2 separate regions of the Cyprinus carpio genome follow, and region 2 is linked to region 1. The links are chromatin contacts, called in public Hi-C maps. All regions are on one chromosome and are shown on one strand. Each heading gives the region's core, a stretch centred on a gene start, on an enhancer-like site or on the middle of the called end of the contact. The rest is flanking DNA. Distances are from core to core; before and after follow the strand shown. Region 1 holds the start of serf2a (small EDRK-rich factor 2). Region 2 has its middle 21 kb from the start of LOC122140416.

Region 1 (3,487 bases), core at 324-2,823:
TTCTTCACTGAAGTTAGCATTCACTATTTCCCCCCTTCATTTTTTATTAAGTATTTTTTGAATATTTGGTTCTTAATTACTAAAGAAAGAAAGAAATTGTGGTAAGATAAACAAGCAGCTTTGTCATAATTGCAACTGAAATACCAGAGGAAATATATTATATTAATTAAATGGGGAGTTGTTTGTTTGAATATTGTGTTGGACTATGGGTAAAAAATGTTGAAAACCAATAGATTATATAAATATATATATTTTTATTTTCTGTGAAATAACGTGCAATAACGAATCATTCATAATGAATGACACCAGGAAAATGCATTAGGAAAGTAAATAAGGTCCATTTTTGATTTCATGTTGACTTTACAGCTGCTTACGGAAATGTAACTACATCCGGCCTTGAATACTAACCCACACAATTACTCTGGTACTCCAAGGTTCAGTTTCCTGAGCATTACTCTGTCCTCCTCCACACTCTGGCACTCCTGTAAACAGACTGAACAGTGACTCATCTGTACACAGGATCTAATATGATGGCTGAGTAATCTATTGTTGCCCAAACCAGTTGGTGTGGCATGTTGGAGGAGAATCACAGATCACAGATTCTGTCGCTGACTGTTGTATCATGATGCAGGCGTTGTCATTGAGCAGCGCAGGTGGCATGTCTCAGATGAATGGCTGAAGTGTCAGTTCTGCTTTGCTTTGCTATGGTATAAATAAAAAATAAAAAAATACAGGAATGTAGGCTATGTTTTAATTGATGGATTTTTTTTATTTATTTTTTTAAGGTGACCTAATAAGAAAAAGAAAAAAAAAATGTCTAAAGCAGTGGTTCGGCAAACATAGCGGAGGGGCTCATGATGACTTAAAATGCTTAAAAAAAAGCATTAAACAAATAAAAGTTTAGATATTTCTTATTTTACGTCACCACAAAATCAATAAAAAGTAATGTAATTTATTTGATTTTTTTTTTCTTTTTGGACCTGTGCCTGTAGCTCGTAGGCATCATTCTCTACCCCAACCTAAAGCTTTTTTATTGATTTAATATCTAGGAAACAATATCACACACATATCAACACCAAATCTACAATTACCAAAAATCCACAGTTTAAAATTTCTTAATTTATATTGTTTATTATTATTATTATTATTATAAACCTAAAACTAAATATCATAGACTGTATAAAGGTAAATATATGTACATTATTATTATTATTATTATTAATAAATGCTTTAAAAACAAACAAAAAAAACAACACTGCCAAAAAAGAAAGAAAAAAAAGTAAAATTCAGTGCTTTTAAAACATGTTTTTAGTTTGTTCCTCATGTATAAAATTAAAATAAAGAAATTTGGACTGCAAAGAGCCCACTTAAGGTATTTTCATAATAACATAATTAAAACTTTAAAACATTTCTCTTTTACATTTCAAAATGTCATTCATAATAAAAAAAGCATATAAGGGTATTCTGTAGTCTTTGGTATAGGTCGAGTTTCACCAATGACAACATTCCCCGTGCCTGACGTCACATGTCGCATCCAATCAAATGACTGCCTCCTGTGCCCAAAGATCTCGCGATGCTGTAGATTCTTCTAGAGTAAGTTTGAGGCCGGACAGTAAAGACATCGGTTTGTTGGTTGGGAAATAAGATAGCGGCCCTTTGGGTGAGCTAATCTGAAAATCGGACAAAACTGATCAAAAATGACCAGTGAGTATATCTACAGATCTTACATGGGTTCAGTTAAGCAATATTAGGTCGCTGTCAGACGTGTGTGAGAGCTCTTATCTCGGTCACGGTGTGTGAGGCCTGTGGGATTGACTGACAGTGCAGTTTAAAATTACGATTAAGTTAACGGTACATGTTTTCAAATGGGTTCATCACATCAAATTATATTTTCATTTATCCTAAATTCGTTAACAAATGGTATGTTGGTATAACGCACACACCTTTCAAGCTGTGACAATTAAAGCGGCTGAAACAGTTGTTGGCATTGAATTACATTATGATAAACTTCTTGTCAGAAATAAAACTGATTCAGCATCTGTGAGTCAAACTATGCGTTCCACATGAGGGCATATCACTCGTATTTGTTTTTTAAACATGCATCCTCATAGGAAAGAAAATTCTCAAATGATGAGATCTTACACTAAACCTTGACAAATAAGTCAGCAATTATTTTTATTATTAATTTTTAATGTAATAGTGAATTGAACCTGTTTGTTTTGTATCATATTATGGCTTAAGGACTATATAGTATGATATATTCAGAAGTCCAAACTGTGTGTGTGGGTAATGGACAAAAGTAAATACAATTGTGATAGCTTCTGAACCAGTGAGATTTTTATAACAGTGTAGCAACCTACATAAAATGCACATAAATCACAACTGTCACTCTGTATCTCCTTATCTTAGTAAAGATGACATTTACGTGTTTAGGATTTGTGATGAAAGCTCTGTAGTTTTCATTGTGGTTAGCAAAACAATGCAATGATAACTTGCAGATTCCTGGTTCCTCGCGACATTTAAATTTTCCTAAAAAGAAAGAAAAAAAATGTTCTGAATAATCAATTTGCTTTGGTCTAGTAAATGAAGTTTTTGAAATGTTACTGACAATAATATTTTACATGGTGGAAAAAACTGCATGTGTGTTATGGCCTGAAGGTGGACTTGTTTATAGAATTATGCTAAAAGGCTTTTTAACATAGTAAAAAACTATGAATCGAGGGCTGAAGGTATGTTTAAAGCCTTCTACACACTGCACGATTTTAACAATCTATAATATCATTGCTGGTCACACTGTGTGACATGGATCTAATAAACTTGGGTACAACATGCATGTAGACTGTAAGATGATGACACCTATTGACTCGTAGGCTACGACGCACGTTTCTATAGAAGAATAAAACTTCATAAGCATGCGCTAGTGGTAAACAAAAAGAGCATTATGAATCACATTTTGACAGTTGTAGTTTGTGTGTGCTGAAAGAAAGTGGAAGAAATTTACTGGTTGGTCAGTAAAGGTGGGTCGTAACTGCAAACACAATGTGTGATGAACATGCTGAATTTCTGACACTTCCAGAAAATTATCGTAAGCTATCTTTGGTCGCAAGACTGTGACAATGGCCATCTTTGAACCTCTCTCACTGTACGACATACGACCACCGATTAGGAGCCACGATCACAGAAATCGCCACGATTGTTTCAGGATGCCAATCTTTTGTCTGGGACAGCCGAAAATCGTGCAGTGTGTCTCGGGCTTTAGATTGTGTGCAACAGGTTTTCCAATAAAATGATGTTGATCATTTAGAGGCCTTAGAAAACCATACATCCTGTGACACAGTAGGCTTTTTAGGGTTAAATTTAGGTTGAAACATCTTGAGATCAGATGTGTCAGTCAGATCAGATTTTTAATTTCAGCACTGTGTCCTCTTTAGGGGGAAATCAGCGTGAACTTGCTCGCCAGAAAAATGCCAAGAAGCAAAATGATTTG
Region 2 (3,487 bases), core at 320-2,819, 67 kb before region 1:
GTTCCAACAGTAACATTGTGAAAATTATTAAAATTAAAAATGTGTTCTGTTTAAAAAAATAATAATAATAATAAAAAGCTTTATTTTTGTAGTACAAATCAACATACAGACAGACAGATAGATAGATAGAAAAAGTGTATTCTAATTTATGAATTTTGTGTGAAAAATGTTTAAATGGGTCATATGATGCGATTTCAATTTTTCCTTTCTCTTTGGAGGGTTACAAGCTCTTGGAGCATGAACAAGATCTGTAAAGTTGTAAAGACTAAAGTCTCAAACCCAAAGAGATATTCTTTATAAAAGTTTAGACTTGTCCATGCCCTCCTAAAATGCCTTGTTTAAACACACCCCCACACATCTACGTCACTATGTGGGAAGATCTGCATAACACCGCCCAAATGGTCACTCAAAGATAGGCGTAACTTTTATTCTCGCTGTAGTATTGTTGTTGCTGCCGCTGCCATGTTGTGGAGATGCTGTGTGTTTTGTTGTGAAAGCTACTTTGTTTGGCCTTCCACAAGAGGACTATATCCACTTCGTCATCCCTAGAGCTGATCCATTCTAGTCACTGAGGAAATACATCAACTTTGCGCTGTGGATCGCCGGATCAGCTTTCACTGTGGACAAAGTAGAGTCCAGCCAGGGGTTGTCACATGTGGTTGGTGCAAGCCCGACGGCCGCTCCTTTGTCGAATCCGCTGGCTGTTCCTCACTCTCCCTGTGTGACACTGTGTGATGCATTTTATGGAGGACCATTTCCTGAACCTGCAGTTCAGCATAGCTTACAATGGGTCTGTGTTCAAAGGCTGTTCTATAAAGTGAGGCAGTTCCAACTTTGGAAGGACAGTCTGGCGCTTCTGATTCACAGCCTGTAAGTACATTTTTTATATTTAAAGAATTTGCCAATGATGATTCAAACGTGAGTTTTGAGCAGTGTAGAGTAGCGCTTGTTGTTTGTCGTTTCTCCGATCACAAATGCAGAAATGGTTTTATGTTTACGCGGAGCGATACGTCATTATAATCAGTAATTATGTGCCCACTGGATGCAACAAATGCCTCATTTGTAATGGGTTTTATTGTTTTTTTCTCATCGTGCTGGGAGATGGCATCACAGTATGTTAAGTGGCGTAACATTTCCGTCACACACTTGAGGCATTCAGCCAATCACAACGCACTGGATAGCTGGGCCATCAGCGCACACCTCAATTTTTCAGAGCGTTGGGCTTTGTAAAAATCGATGCGTTTCAGAAAGGCGGGGCATAGAGGAGCAACAATAATGTACATTATATAGAAAATAATGTGTTTTTTTTTTTACCTTAACCACATAACACATTGTATTACACCAAATACACAACATAATGTTCCTTTTAGCAACGTCATATGACCCCTTTAAAAGAACACAATGTGAATAAAAGGCTACATCTAAATTAGTGTAAACATCACTGCAGAAATTTCCTTGAAAGCTCTGAGAATCAGCCTGCTATGTACAGACTGACATGTTTAACGCCTCTCTCCCCATTGCTAAGTGTTACAGCTGCTCCTTTGTCCACAAAGCAGCCGGAAAGTCAGTGACTAATTTATGACTAATGGCCTTAACCGGTTTTTGTGGAGTTGCTTTGCATCCTCTTTCCCACAAACCTATCTAATGCTATTCTTCAGCGAGACAAGCGGAGTATTGTCAGACTACAAGTCTCCTTTGAGCTGGAAAGAGAACAGATCAGTGCCACCCCGATCAAGAGACAGCAACTTCACAACTGACCGTGACGCTAAATACTGTAATGGAACTTGGGTTCAAAGGTCAAAGTAAATGTTGAGCATAACAAACAACAACCTACGCTCAACACACTGATTTAACATTCAAGACATAATAACTAATACAAGTTATTATTTAGTAATTTCAGTAATACTCATTAAAATCATTTTTCAGAAGAATTATATTTATGGTGCTTCCACATTCATTCAAATAACATTAAACAAATAAATATTAACAAAAGGACAGAAGCTTGTCAGAATTTTGTGGTAAGTCTGAACTGTCTTTCATTGTATGTGGTCTAAAATAACAGGATGTCATGTTTATACAATTTTAATAATAATATTTTTTTTTTCAAAGTTTTCAATTATATATATATATATATATATATATATATATATATATATATATATATATATATATATATATATATATATATATATTATATATATATTATATATATATATATTTATATTTATTTATTTATTTATTTAAAAACAAATAACCTTATTTAATTATTATTAATTCTACTACTAAAAATCAATATTACCCAGAAACATACTGGTGAATACAGTCGAAGCTGGCCTGAGGTTTGTCTTTACTGTCACTGGACAGGTAGAAGGAGAAGACACGGAATGCATCAGGAGAATCCGAGGAAGCAGGAATCTTGATATACTGTAATGTGAAAAAAAAAATAGACTTGTGTCAATAAGGTCTAATTTCAATCTAAATATACACTTCTAAATACATAACTGCCCACTATAAATGCACACACGCAAACAGTGCAATTATGAGATCGGATGTTTGTTTATACCCTCATGCTTCAGATCTATTAAATGGCTATTTTAAGCAATGGAAATACTCTTGTATAACAAAAAAAAAAAAAAAAAAATGCACAGCAAAAAAATTTTGTCTCTCCAAAACACTCCTCAGTTTGTCTGTAAAACTCTAAGCAGCATGTCCTGATAAAGCAACTAAGTTATTACTTCCCTAGAAAAGGTACTTGCTGTACCAAAACCTGTCTCATGATGGAACGTTTTGTACTCGCCTATTTCTGAAAAAATAAAAATAAAAATCACATTTGCTAATTATATGAGTTTAATGTGGGTTTGTAGGAAGCATGCTATTGCACAACACACTGAGGCTAAATGTACAAGACTTTCAGGCTTCTTGTAGTAAAAACATCTTCGTTTGTCATTCATATATATGTTTTTATGCCTTGTGAGCATAAACATCATCCCCATGGTAAAATTTTCTAATTGTTAGGGATAGAAGAGGTTTTGAAAAGTTGTTGGAATGTCTTGAAAGCATCAGTTTGAATAGGTTTGATAACTACATAAAAATATTTTTCATCCTATGCCGACATTTTCCAGCAAAAGTGGTTATGAATTAACTATTTAAATAACTGTAGAGTTTCCAGCTGTTTATTTAAAAATGTTAATAATTTTTAATATTTTCCACTATAATAATTCCAGTCTAATAATAATTATTATTATTATAATAATAATAACATAATAATTTAAATCTGATATAATAATAATTCCAATCCCTATAGTATTTTTTTCCCCTAATGTAAAGAGCATCTGATAAAACAGAAACATATAATTTCTGACACCTCACAAAACATGTAGCTAAAAATAAAAGGTAGCATTTTTTACCAGTGAAAATGTTGGCACGTTAAATATAAATATCAACTCCAAAAGCTTCTTATTATATTAAAATAATATACGCACATAAT

What was found. A called contact is a pair of places that touch in the nucleus more often than the background predicts.
Region 2: a contact with region 1 is called in a Hi-C map of liver, with 3 times the contacts expected there. The contact joins the enhancer-like site here to the promoter of serf2a in region 1. A contact is called at or near these places in 3 of 8 Hi-C or Micro-C datasets (liver and skeletal muscle).

Annotation. Positions count from the first base shown.
Region 1 is chrB18:14,573,125-14,576,611 of ASM1834038v1, reverse strand. serf2a (small EDRK-rich factor 2) reads left to right here and starts at 1,573. Exons shown (of 3, transcript XM_019121978.2): 1 at 1,573-1,704; 2 at 3,432-3,487. The coding sequence starts at 1,698.
Region 2 is chrB18:14,640,538-14,644,024 of ASM1834038v1, reverse strand. It overlaps the pseudogene LOC109108871. Among protein-coding and RNA genes, the nearest start is that of LOC122140416, 21 kb to the right of the region's middle. Within about 2 kb of position 1,569, at least 1 of the 8 cell types and tissues checked has an H3K27ac peak or open chromatin away from gene starts, as enhancers often do. A contact at or near this core is called in liver, where this site is marked.